Regions from separate parts of the Mus musculus genome. Here region 2 is linked to region 1. A link is a contact called in public Hi-C data. All regions are on one chromosome and are shown on one strand. Each heading gives the region's core, a stretch centred on a gene start, on an enhancer-like site or on the middle of the called end of the contact. The rest is flanking DNA. Distances are from core to core; before and after follow the strand shown.

Region 1 (6,237 bases), core at 2,425-4,924:
CAACATAAGGAACTGTATTAAAAGGTCAAAGCCTTGGGAAAGTTGAGAACCACTGCTCTGGAGTTTTCAAAACTGAGCATGGTGGTATGTGTGCGTCTCAGCACCTGAGAGGCTGAGGCAGGTTTGCCATGAGTTTTAGACCACTCTGGGCTACAGTTTGAGAACCTGACCATGAATGTTAAAAAACAAATACAGAAACAAACAAACAAAAAACCAAAAAGCAGTTCTAGGAGGTTTGATGTGTTCTAGCCTCCTCAGGCCCCAGGCCAAGCATGCATGTCATGCACAAACACTGACAGAAAATAGTATGTTAATAAAATACTTTTGAAAAAAGATGACTATTGGGTCAAACCCAGGGCTACTGAAATGAGGAAACTTGGCACTGTGCATGATCTGTTTGTGCCTAACAATGGCAAGGTGCACTTTTTTAGAGATGGGGTAGTGTGTGTGTGTGTATGTGTGTGTGTGTGTGTTTGTGTGTGTGTGTATGTGTGTGTGTGTGTGTGTGTGTGTATTCATACTGAACTACTCTTAACTGGAGTTACAGGTGGGTGTGTGCTGGGAATTCCAGTGTGAAATCTGAGGCCTCTGCAAGAGCAACCAGTGCTCTCAACCACTGAGCCACCTCTCCAGCCGTTTTTTGTTTTTTGGTTTGTTTCTTTCTGTGTTTGTTTTGAGCTTTTTCTGTCAGGTTCTCAAACTGTAGCCCAGAGTGGCCTAAAACTCATGGCAAACCTGCCTCAGCCTCTCGAGGGCTGAGAAGCACACATACCACCATGCTCAGTCTTGAAAACTCCAAATTGTTATGTGAAGAGTAACTTCTACATAGACGATCCCAGAAAAGTGTTTCTGGTTCCACCAGAGGTCACTTGTCTTTGTAGTTCTCTCAGCTGGCAAAACCACAGATGACTCCTGTGACTCCTCGGGCTTTCTGGCCCCATCCTAAGCTTGTGAGGCAGAGGACCACCCAACATAGGCCCACATATTACTTTTGGCAGAAGAGTTTAATTTTTCCCTGGTTTGAATCCATCTCTGGCATGTCATCAATTACTTGAAGAGAAAAGAAGTGCATTTGTAGAAGTCATGCTCTGCGGGTCTCAGAGAGAGTAAGAAGCTAAGAAACAGGGACAAAATAATAGGAACATTGTAAAGAGTGAGTAAAAGTGACGTCCCATCTCCCAAAGAAACGTTCACACTCAAAAGACATTCCTTTGAAGGCACTGTAGGGTGAGTCTGGGCTGTATGAAAGTCAGCTCAACAGGCCCTGGGTGTTTCTCCCTTAACAGTGACATTTTGGGATTGTCCTAGTTTGAAGTTCTAAAGTTACAAACTTGTGTTCTCCAGAAATGAGAACAAATAGGAGGAGAAAGCTGTAGTTGTCCCCATTACCAGTGTGAACTGCATCCCAGAAGAGTGGGCCTGGCTTCCCAGGCCACACTGCAGTCTTCTTTCTCTCAGCTTAGTGATTCATTTGTGTTCCTTGGCCTGTGGTGGTTCTTTTGTGTCACATCCTGAGAGAGAAGGTTGGGTGAGGCTGTAATCTTTTGACAGTCTGAAAGCCTGGCATCACGCCTCTTGGCAGCTCATTCTTGTGTCTCAGTGCGCATGAACCCTTCTACATCGCCTCTTCCACCTCAACGCTGATTTTCAGATTCTCAGTGTCGCCATCAGACTTCGATCATGCTTTAGGCAGATGCTCCATGTGAAATTAGTAAGAGGGTGTAGAAGGGACCAGAAAGTCAAAAGTCAACGGATTGAAGAATGAGGGGGCCGAGAATAGATCAAGGACAAAAGAGTTATTTGGGCTTATAGTTCCAGAGGATTAAGAGTCTATCGTGCTGGAGAGTTGTCGCTAGAGGCAGGCATGGTGACCAAAGCAAGAAGCTGAAAGGCCATACCCCTAATTACAAAGATAAAATGGAGAACTAGGTAAGAGTAAGTAATCTCAAAGCTCACCCCACAGTGATGTACTTCCTCAAGCAACATTGCACCATCTAAAATCTCCCCAAGCAGCACCGTCAACTGCGAATCAAGTGTTCAAATATCTGAGACTACAGGGGACATTTCTTACTCAAACCACCGCAGTGGACATGAGCCCCAGGCCCACAGTAGACTGGAAAGATACTGGCTTGGCTCAGCTGAAACATCCTGCAGTGTAGGTAGAGGGCTAGATGGAGAAGGCGTAGGGTCTCTTCAGAGGTCATATGTGTACTCGTGGATCTAGCTTTGCTAGCTAACCAGTGTGAAACCTGGGTCTCTACAAACTGGGAGTTCACAGGTGTCATTGAGTCTAGTCCATGGCTTACTGACGTGACAGTTATAGAAGAGAATGCATTCAGCCAGACAAGGCTCTTCATACTTGTCTCATTGATACCCTGGGACATTTTAGGCACCATATAGAGAAAGTGAAGTGAAGAGGGTGATATATTTAGTAAATAGGTTGGAATTTCAACTTTCAGTATGAGGGACATTAGAAGGTATCTGGGTCATGAAAGGATTAGTAAATTTATTTAAAAATAAAAGTGCTCAAATAGTATCATTTCTGCCATTGAATAAATCAAGGAAAGTTAGCAGTGTGCAGTCTGGAGAAGGTTGGCTCTGATTGTGCCAATACTCTGGCCTTGGACTTGCTGTCTACAGAGCTCTGAGAAGTGCATTTCTATTGCTTATAAGACTCCTGGTCTATGGTACTTTGTTATGGATGCCATAATTGATGAGATTGGCACATAGACTCTCAGTGTGGCAGTGGGAGGACATACTGGGACAATGACAGCCCTCGTGTCTGTGACTGGCCGCGTGGAAGCCTGACATTTGTAACCGCCTTTTACTGTTACCCACGCTGCATTTCCTTTGCCCTCCACAAGCGTGTCAGCTGGTCACAGTTATTTACCAGGACGAGGGGGCCAGGAGTCTTTCCTAGATGGAGCCATCAAAGTTTCCTTTGTTCTTCCTCCTTTTTAAAATGTTTTCTTTTATTTTTACTTTGTTTTAAGATAGGGTCGCATGTACGCTACATTGGCCTCAAACTCACTATGAGGCAGAAGTTGACTTTGAACTTGTGATCCTTCTGCCTCCAAGCACTGGGATTATAAGTGGGCTCTGTCATGGCCAATTTATATTGTTCTGGGGACTGAACTCAGGGCTTTGTGCATACTAGGCATGTACTCTTCCAGGTGAGTTACAGCCTCGGATCCTTTCTCATGAGACATAATGCCTACAGGATCTCCTGTCTTCTGGGCGTATTTTCCTTATATGTGGAGTTTGTCTTTGTGTACTTACAGAATGCCTCCCTCGCCAACAATGCCATGTGCACAGCATTGCTTGCCATCAAGAAACCCACCTCAGAGAAAAATAAATAAATGCAGCCATGAGCCATGCCCATTGGGTTGGCTGAATGTGTTCCCACCATTGAGAAATGAGCACGGTTTCTCCTTAGGATTGGTGTCCCTAAACCACCTAGAATCCCCTTTTGTCAATTCACAGGTATGGCAGTTCCGAAATGGCCAGCAGCAATCTTAACTTCCAGCTCAATGCAGCTATTGTTCTACCCTCTGGTGGAAACATTTTCCTTTTGGCACCAAGATGTCTTGGCCGGCAGAGCAAAGGCCGTGTGGACTGAGGAAGCAAATTTTGTAAGTGAGTCAACAACAGGTGTTAATGAATGGAGCCACTCCCGTTCCCACCCCTTGACTGCTGGACCCAAGAATCCTGGCACAACCAATTCAGGGCATGTACAGCCTTGTGGAGAACCTTGTCCCAGCTCCACAAAGTATTGCTACCTCGTGAGCTTTCAAAGGGCCACTCTACAGTTCTATTAGGCCAGCTACTTTAGGATGGTGGGAACATAGACTGTAAATCCCATGAGCATGGCGCATGGCTGTACTTGGTTTGCTGTGGAGTGAGTTTCTTGATTGTAAGCAGTGCTGGGTGGTATGCCACTGCTGGGGAGGCTTTCGATAAGTTCACCAATAGGAGTTTGGCAGAATCTGCTGCATGTAAGGAAGGCAACTCCATATCCAGAGTCAGATGTCTAATCTGATAGAACAAAACGCTGGCTGTCCTTCCCACGATGGAAGCTGTCCAGTGCAGTCCAGCTGCTGTGAGATCGCTCACTCATCATCCCAGAAGAATGGTTCTTACTCTGCTTCGGCGTTAGTCTTTGAGGCTGGCACACTGACTGCCCCGCTCACCCCCAGCAATGATCTTAACCAGACCAACCTTGGTTGCTAAGCCTGTGTATAATTGCCACTTCGGCTACCTCAGTCATTTGTTTATGAACCAACTGGACAATGACAGGACTGTCTAGCAATAAAGGCTGGCTGGTATCCACAGGGAAGGTCAGCTATCGCCTGATTAGTTAAGACTTCCTCTGTTGGGAACACCTTTGGTGAGTATTCATACAGGATGCACAGGGGCTGGGGCTGGGTTTGTTTGCTCATCCTTTTCTTAGTCTCCAATTTTACAGTCTTGTTTGTCCCAAGTCTCTGATCATCGAGCCAAGGTATTAGTCACAGTTCATGTAATGATACGTCTGGCAGTCCTCTGTTTTGAAGAGCTGGGAGGATGTCCCTTTACCACAGTTCTTCAGAGATGTCCCAGGAAGGGCCATGAGGCTGAAGTTACCTTCACTGAGGTGGTCCCTACATATCACAAGGAGCCATTTATAACGAATACCTAAATCTCTGTTCCATTGTCAGTAGGTAGTGAGGGAATTAATCCCTGCCCCAGGTCCCAGGGACAGCTGAGAGAAAGAAGCATAGCAGGATAGAGACCCAGGGACGTATGGACCATTTTTTATATAATTTACGGATACCTTCCAGGCCTGCTCAGGCCTGGTCTTAGACACTCCACTTCTGCTTGGTGATGACATACTGAGGCGCTTGCTTAACTTTACGGTCTGGAGGATCAGCCCACACCCAGCTCACGGTGGGCAGTTCAGGTCTCATAGTGATGTAGTGCCCGTAGTTAAGTACTCAGTGTTTACTCAGGCCCAATAACTGCTCAAGACAAAAGGTGGGTCCTCCCACCTCAAAAGATCCAGAAGAAGTGGGTCATCCTCCTTCAGATAACTCAATCAAGAAAGATCCTTCACAGGGCTACCCAGCTGCCTGAGTTTTTGGTTAATTCTGGGTGTAGTTAAGTTGGCAGCTGAGAATAGCCATCACACTGGATCCTGAACAGTGCCAGACACAGAATAGCTTACACAGTGTCCTGGACATGACAAACACTACAGACAACATCTTCTTGTATTCTGGACCCTGCCCACTCAAAATTAATAGTCACCTGGCAAGCCAACAAGAGTAATAGAGCCAAGGAAGAGCATATTCCTTCAGCAATCCAAGGTGAGTCACGAAGAGACCCATGCAGGAGGGACCAGATGGAGCGACTTATCTTCAGCCTCAGAGGGACATCTCAACAAGGCCCATACCCTAGATCCCTTGAATTTTTCTGTGTGGGAGAAAGCTCCCTCCAAGTTGGTTGGGGTTTTTGTCTACCTCTGACATGCAAGTGTATTACCAACAGTATTGTTACAACTCTCTCTCTGTCTGTCTCTGTCTGTCTCCATCTGTCTCTCTCTGTCTGTCTTTGTCTCTTTCTCTGTCTCTCTGTTTCTCTGCCTGTCTCTCTGTCTATGTGTGTGTGTGTGTGTGCATGTGTGTGTATGTGAGTGGTATATCCACATATGGGTTTGCAAGTGCCATCCTTTGTTGCTTCACACCTTATGTGTTTTCTCTTTGACCCTGAAGCTCATCACTTTGGCTAAAATCGCTGGCCAGAAAGTTCCCAGGATCCACATGTCTCTGCCTTCCCCAATCACTAGGTTTACAGGCACATGCAGCCCTGCCCAGCTTTTTACGTGGATGCTAAGGATTTGAACTCAGGTCATGCTTTTACAGAAAACACTGTTGTCCACAGAACCATTTCTCCAGCTTCTCATTAAAATATCTGTCTTTCTGTCTTCCTGCATGATGCCATCCATGTAGTAGATCAATGTGATCTTATGGGAAAGAAAGGTAGTCGAGTTCCCATTAGCTATTTTATGACACGGGGCTGGGGTTGGGTAGTAAAGTGTTGCTGGCCTTCCCAGGTCAAGTACACAGCTTTCTTGTGTATCTATTTGTCAGGGATGGAGAAGGACATCCATTGGGTCAGTAGATTCATGTCACACTCCAAGAGTGGGCTGAGCTGCTCAGACAATGAAACCATGTCTGATATAGCAGTTGCAACTGGAGCTGT
Region 2 (6,360 bases), core at 163-2,662, 66 kb after region 1:
GAAAATTTTAAGTGTTTCTTTAATTGCCTATAGTCCAAATTCCCAAGGTAGGCATTCAGAACTTTCTATACCACAGCTACCTTGATGAGGCCCTTGCAGGGCAACGGCAAGCCGTGGCCTGGGCTAGGGATGCATGTGTCTACCTCACAGTAAAATGAGTTTTGCGTCTGCCTCTAACCCACGGTCAATGCCACTCCCCTCTACGGTCTGAAGAGTGCACATCCGTCAAGTCTCATCTCAATTTGTAGGGTCTGAGCCTGCCTTTCTCACAGTAGCCAATGCTTTCTTCGCCTTTGCTTTCCCGATATTTTCAGTAACTACTGAGTGAATGCATTCAATTCCACTCAGCTTGACAGAATGTCAATGCCATCACACATTGTTAGCACAAAAGGGAAAGGAGAGCAAGTAGCCCCCCCCCCACCCCCCCCCCCGTGTGCCTCCTAGAGTTAAGGCTCTGGAGCCTGTCACTGGCTATGCTTTCTGCATGAATGAATGCACAGAATGAAGGACATTCTCACTGCAACTTCTAAACTTTTGTTTCATGCAAGGTCAACTCTCCCATCTCTCAGAGGGCATCTAAATTTAGGTACATAAACTGCAAAGGTGCCCTACCTACGGCAAGGAGTAAATTATAGTATGCCCCTTACGCAATACCAAAAGCTGAATTCATTTTCTTGGTCAGAGAGAGATTTATTTTGATGCCAACGCTGCAATCATTGTGCATACAACTGGACGTCAAGCTAATGTAATAGTAGCAAAAAAATTACAGCGATCATACTTATGCACATTCTTTCAACTCTGAAGAAAAAAATGGGGTTCAAACATACATTTTTAAAATGGAATATAAATGAAAGGTTTTTATAGTCTGGCCTTTTTCGAGGTGAAGAGATTGATACGTGAATAGATTTGCACTAAAAACAGGCAGATTAGTATAATTTTATGTCTGAGATGAAAAGAAGCATTATATTACATACAAATGTCTATGTGAGGTAAAAACCAAAAAACCAAAAACCAAAAACAAAAAACAAACAAAACAAAACAAAACCCAGAAAACAAACAAACAAAACAAAAACCCAAAAGCCCAAACCACCCACCACCACCACCACCACCACCAAACCCCACAAACGGGAGAACTCCAGAGGAAAGTACAGGTAATTAAGTAGAAATTGACTTTTGAGACTCGTTTGGGTTGAAGTGTGAGGAAGTAGAAATAACTGGAGAACGTGTAGTCGGAGTGAGACCGAGAAGGTAACAGGAAAAACGGAAGTAGAGAAAAGATGAATTCTTCTCTAAGAAATTGGAAAAAGAAAGGGGAAACAGTGGATAGAAGCCCTTCCGGAAATGAGGCCCAGGAAGGGCAGGACGCTGCTCCGGGGGCCTACCTGAGGGTCCTTAGGTAGTTTCTAACTGGTCTGTCTCCAGCTGATCCAGCCAGGGGAGGATTTTAAATCTGTGCCCTTGAGACTCCGCCCACCTTACCCAGCTCTGCAGCCAGCCCAACCCTTTCATCTCTGGGCTCCTCCCTTACTGAGTCCACACCCTTTCCTCGGCCACTCGGAGAGAAGCCTTCTTCTAAGGCCCAGAAGGTGAGAATCTAAACTGAGATTGGGCGGCTCTCTACCTCTGCCTGCAGAGAGGTCGCATAAGCAGGTCTTGATGCTCCAGTCTCCAGCCATATTTAGAATCTGTGTGTTTGTGCTAATGTAGATGCTCATTAATAAAGTCACGAAGAAACTGACCGCCAAGTTCACAGAGCTTTATTGTAAACAGAGGTCATCAATCTGAAATACATAGGTATATTTTTGTGTGGCATAACTTGTAAACTTTGCCCCTCTTGATGTCGTTCAAAAGATTACCATGAGCAGCACTTTAGTGGTCTCCTCTTCATCAAGTTAAAAACAAGTTTTTAACTCCTTTAAAAAAGCAAAAAACAAACAAACAAGAAAACACAAACCACTCATCAAAAACAGGTAGAAATTCTACCTTTCATCACCAAAACTATCACACAAAGTTTATTTTGCTTCTGTCACAGTGCAAGAAGATTGCCACCGAAGAATATTTTAAAAGGTTGCCGAGTCGGCAGGTAGCTCCTGCTTTGTGTTGTGTATCCCCCACCCCCCAACCTCTCACTGGACAGTCTGGAAGGGGTCTTCTTTTTATTTCTATCTCTTTGCATTGATATTCACCTCTCGAATACTGTCTGTTAAATGTGTGTTTGCTTTCCTCCCTGGGTCCTTCCTGCACCTACCTTCCCCAGCGCTGCAGTAAGTCCTCTCAGTGTGCTATGTTCAAAACCGAAGAAATGAACACATGAGAAGGCATACGCCCCCTGGTGGCCAGATTTAACAGTGCCGCTTCACTGTGCACCAAGCTCCGCTTCTCTGCTTTCAGGTCAGTGTGTCAGAGGGTCTACCCAAAATGCAGTCTAAAATAGCATACCTAGTAACCACGCGCTTTACAGAGCAGCAGGATATGCTCAAACTTCAAAGTGCTCAATGGAGATGTATCAAAACACAAGTGTTTCCCACAGACGTAAAAATACACTTTTTTCTCATGAATTGTATTCAGTAAATAATACTTTGTAATATAGGGTTCTGTGGATTTAGTAAAAATATTTATTTAAAGAAATTCTCAAAACAAATTTAAATAGAACATGAAACAAATGTACAATTTAAAAATACACTGAGCATGGACATGAGAATTCCAAGCGTGATTTTTCTGAGCATTATTTAGTTATTAAACAATACTTGAATATATCCAGAGGTATAAATTGCTCTCTTTCTTTACATCTAAAATCTGCACTTAGTGTCTGGTCTCCAGTCAACTCTCACCTTAGCCTGAGTTCACAGTCTATAAGGTATTTCATTTTTTCATTTGACAGAATTGTGACAACAGTGAACACGAATTGTTTTATGTGCTCATTTTTTACCCACACAGTTCTAAGTGACCATGACAGAGTACCAACATCCTTCTCTGTAGCTAGGCCCATGGTGCCTCCCTACTGTCTGCTTTGGAGCTATGCATTATTCTTCATCCCCAATCCCATGTTTCTTAGTAATACCAAGAAATTCCTTTTAAATCAAGTATAAACTGTACTAAGAATCAACTGGCTTGAGGGCTGTAATTAATTAAAATGAGACTGAGGTGAGGAGCAGAGATCAAGGTTTTATACCTAGCTAAAATGACCTGCGTCATCTTTCCAGTTAGCACCCTTTATTCTCGTGTATATTAATTTCTAGGCACACACAGAATTCTTCTAAAGGGTGATGCTGGTATGGGACACAGGAGGAACAACCTCTGGACAGCAGGACCTACTGAGGCCTAGCTTCCCCCCTTTCCACTGAGCTTCCCCAGGGTTTAGGGAAAAGTATGCCAGCTTCTCTATAACTCATTCAGGTACTCCCACATGACAAGCAGACCAAGCTGGTCTGTCTATTGAATGACATCTTAGAACTGGCTCAAGAGAGTTTAAAGTCTGACAGTGATTGGTCATGTTTTTCTAGCATTGGCATTTTAACTAGAGTAGCACACATGCTTGTTTTTTTACCTGTTAGGTGAATTAGGATTAGGTTTTTCCCATTCTTTGAGAGTTTTAAATAGTTGAAAATTCAGTGTAGATAGTAAAAAAGGCAGAAACACATTTGGAATCAGGTTTACCTGGGTTGGAATTGTACTTGACTCCCAACCCTGTATAGTATGGGGCAGCATCCTGAACCTCGCTGACCTTCAGTTTCCTGATGGGTAAAGCTGGGATCGAAGCCCTTGCTTAGAGAGGTGCAGTGGGAGTCAGAGAGATCAAGTGTATCGCACCCAGGACAGTGCTCAGCAAGAAGAGGCCTGATGATGATGGCTTCTGTTGCTCACGAGAGTGAGAACTGTGATTGCGTTTAACGTCCACACACCGTAAATACATGTATCATTATTTCAAGTAAACATACCATGACAGTATTTTCTTTAGTGCAAAACTAAGGAAACATAGTTTCTTACAAGCTTATATATGGAAAGCTCCTTAATGACTTGTTTGTGAAAATGTAGCTTTGGGTTAATGCATTAAAAATCTGTGCCTTCCCTTTTAAAAACCAAAGACAGAGCACAGTGTCCCTGTCTCTCCAAACATCTCTAGTGGATCTCTCCCTTAGAATGACCAAGGCTTACTGATGGAGTGTCTCAACCACTTCAGCCCTTTGTCCTCTAGGACAAGATATAGTAGAATGTTAAAAACACTTCAAAGATTAATTTTATTTTATTAATTTCTCATCATTGTTTTAGAGAACTGTTGAGTATCAGTGCAACTTACTAAAATGTATTAGAATGTAGGCACTCAAGATCCCTTAAATATGGAGAGTACATAATAGACACAGTGGTGCTCCCCAGGTAAAATAATTACAAGTTATGGCAAACGCTGTACAAACATGGTTCACATGCATTCTTAAAAAGGGGAAGGTCAAGTCAGATCTGAGCGCGCTGAGCCCTGCGGATGCACCGTCTAATGAGTGTTCCCACAAGGGTTGTCTGAGACCTGGCAGCCCATGTTGTGACCTGTTACTTGTACTTTGAAGAGTGTGCCATCTGCACACATGCAGAGCTTGTAGCGCACCCAGTCACCACTCCCTGACTGGTCCCCGCTGGAGGAACTGGGCAGGCGCGTAGGGCTGACCATCACCGTGCCGTTGAGGATGATGCTGTTTTCCTATGGGAACACAGTAACATGGTTCAGTCACATCCACCAGCGGGCACGAAAGAGAGACACTAAACTAGACAGGACTTAGGAACTAGCAGGAGGAGGAGTTGGCAGTCAGAGAGTAAAGCCATGATCAAACCAACTGTGGCACAGCAAAGTCACAATACACACAAGGATTCAAAGGCGACCCCTCGCCCAGTCAGCCCATATTGTACATCCACAAACCTACAACTCAGCACGCCAGCACGAGTCAAGATCACAGCCTGTGCACAGTGACAAAGTCTTGGGTAAGTTTCACTTTTTGACTCCAGAGAATTTTTACTTATTGACTGATGTTGATATTGATTGGGGGAGAAGAGTATTTTTCTCTTATAGGAAATTAAATTTAGTTAGTAGAAATTCAATTAAATATTAAAACTATGTAGTTTATCAGACTAGGCCTTCAAAAAAAACTGAGGGTTTCTTATTTAAACTCATAGCTACAGAATCATTCTCATCTGTACACTCTTAAGACCGTGTGTGTGTGTGTGTGTGTGTGTGTGTGCGCGCGCGCGCGCGCGCTCTCAAGCATTTGTGTGAGCATGTGCACACATGGAGCTCAGAGGTTGAACATGTATGCCTTTGTCAGTGGCTATCATACTCCTTATTGCAAGGTCTGTCTCTGTCTCTGTCTCTGTCTCTGTCTCTGTCTCTGTCTCTCTCACTGGATCTGGAGCTCGGCAAGTCAGCTACTCTGTCTGATCCGTCTGCCTCTACAGCCTTAGCAGCAGGATTACAGGCTCGTGGCACAGTCATGCGTGGCTTTTTACTTGGGTGTGTGATGGATGGTTCTGAACTCAGGTCTCCTTGCTTGTTTGGAGGCACTTCTCCAACTGAGCCATCTCAGCCTCCCAAGAGACTAGTAAGTTTCTTCTTGTCTCCCCCCCTCCTCCTCTCCTTTCTTCTCTCCCATTTAACAAATAATGACTAAATGCTGTCACCTGCCAGACGCCATCCTAGGCACTGGGGCGATGACAGTGAACATGGGCTCAACAGCCAAGTTTGTTCTTATAGAGTGCTGTTCACTGGAGGGAGGCAGATAATAAGTCAGCACAGGAAACTCTAGGGCATGCGGGGGCATAAATGCTACAAGGGAAGACAAGCAGGGTGAACAGAGGGTGGGTGGCTGAGGACTGCAGTTTACACAAGGTGCCAGAGACAGTCGTTTGCATCCCAACAGAAGTGGAGGTGTGAGTGAGTGGGGCATGTGGGTCACTAGGGAAGGCTCGCCAGTGGAGGCCACAGTGAGGGTGTGTCTTATGTAGGTTCAGGGTACAGGACGCTCAGAAGTTAAGGGAAAGGGGCTCAGAAGGATGTGAGACAAAGAAATAGTGGGGGCAGACCTATAAATAGTGGGGGCTGAGCTGATAGACTTAGGGCTTTATCTGGAAGGGAAGCTCACTTAGAGGGTGATAGAGATGGGTCTTTTTAAAAGGTCTGAAGCAGGCGCTGTGGCACAAATCTATATCCCAGCGTTCCGATCCAGCACTTGAGAGGCAGGAGGATTTGAGCCCAGGCCAGCCTAAGGTGCAGGTGAGACTCCATCTCATAGAAAATGTCGGTGGCTACAAGTTTCTGGGTAGAGAAGCAGCTCGTATCTAATGGGCGAACAGCAAAAGGGAGCCAGCAGGCTGCTCCAA

Evidence for each region. Hi-C and Micro-C count contacts between places; a contact is called where the count stands out from the background.
Region 2: a Hi-C map of uterus shows a contact between it and region 1, with 2.2 times the contacts expected there. The contact joins the promoter of Lrrc66 here to the enhancer-like site in region 1. A contact is called at or near these places in 4 of 39 promoter capture datasets (3T3-L1-derived adipocytes, HPC-7-derived erythroid cells, embryonic stem cells and 1 more), 15 of 484 Hi-C or Micro-C datasets (the C2C12 cell line, the G1E-ER4 cell line, cerebral cortex and 8 more), 6 of 115 datasets of contacts at active chromatin or transcription factors (bone marrow-derived macrophages, embryonic stem cells, heart atrium and 3 more) and 4 of 9 other capture datasets (adipose tissue, embryonic stem cells, liver and 1 more).

Annotation. Positions count from the first base shown.
Region 1 is chr5:73,562,692-73,568,928 of GRCm38.p6, forward strand. No RefSeq gene overlaps it. Among named protein-coding and RNA genes, the nearest start is that of Lrrc66, 67 kb to the right of the region's middle. Within about 2 kb of position 3,675, at least 33 of the 459 cell types and tissues checked have an H3K27ac peak or open chromatin away from gene starts, as enhancers often do. A contact at or near this core is called in intestinal crypt epithelium, trophoblast stem cells and uterus, where this site is marked.
Region 2 is chr5:73,631,009-73,637,368 of GRCm38.p6, forward strand. Lrrc66 (leucine rich repeat containing 66) reads right to left here and starts at 1,413. Exons shown (of 5, transcript NM_153568.1): 1 at 1,383-1,413. Sgcb (sarcoglycan, beta (dystrophin-associated glycoprotein)) reads right to left here. Exons shown (of 6, transcript NM_011890.5): 6 at 1,741-4,690. The coding sequence ends at 4,487.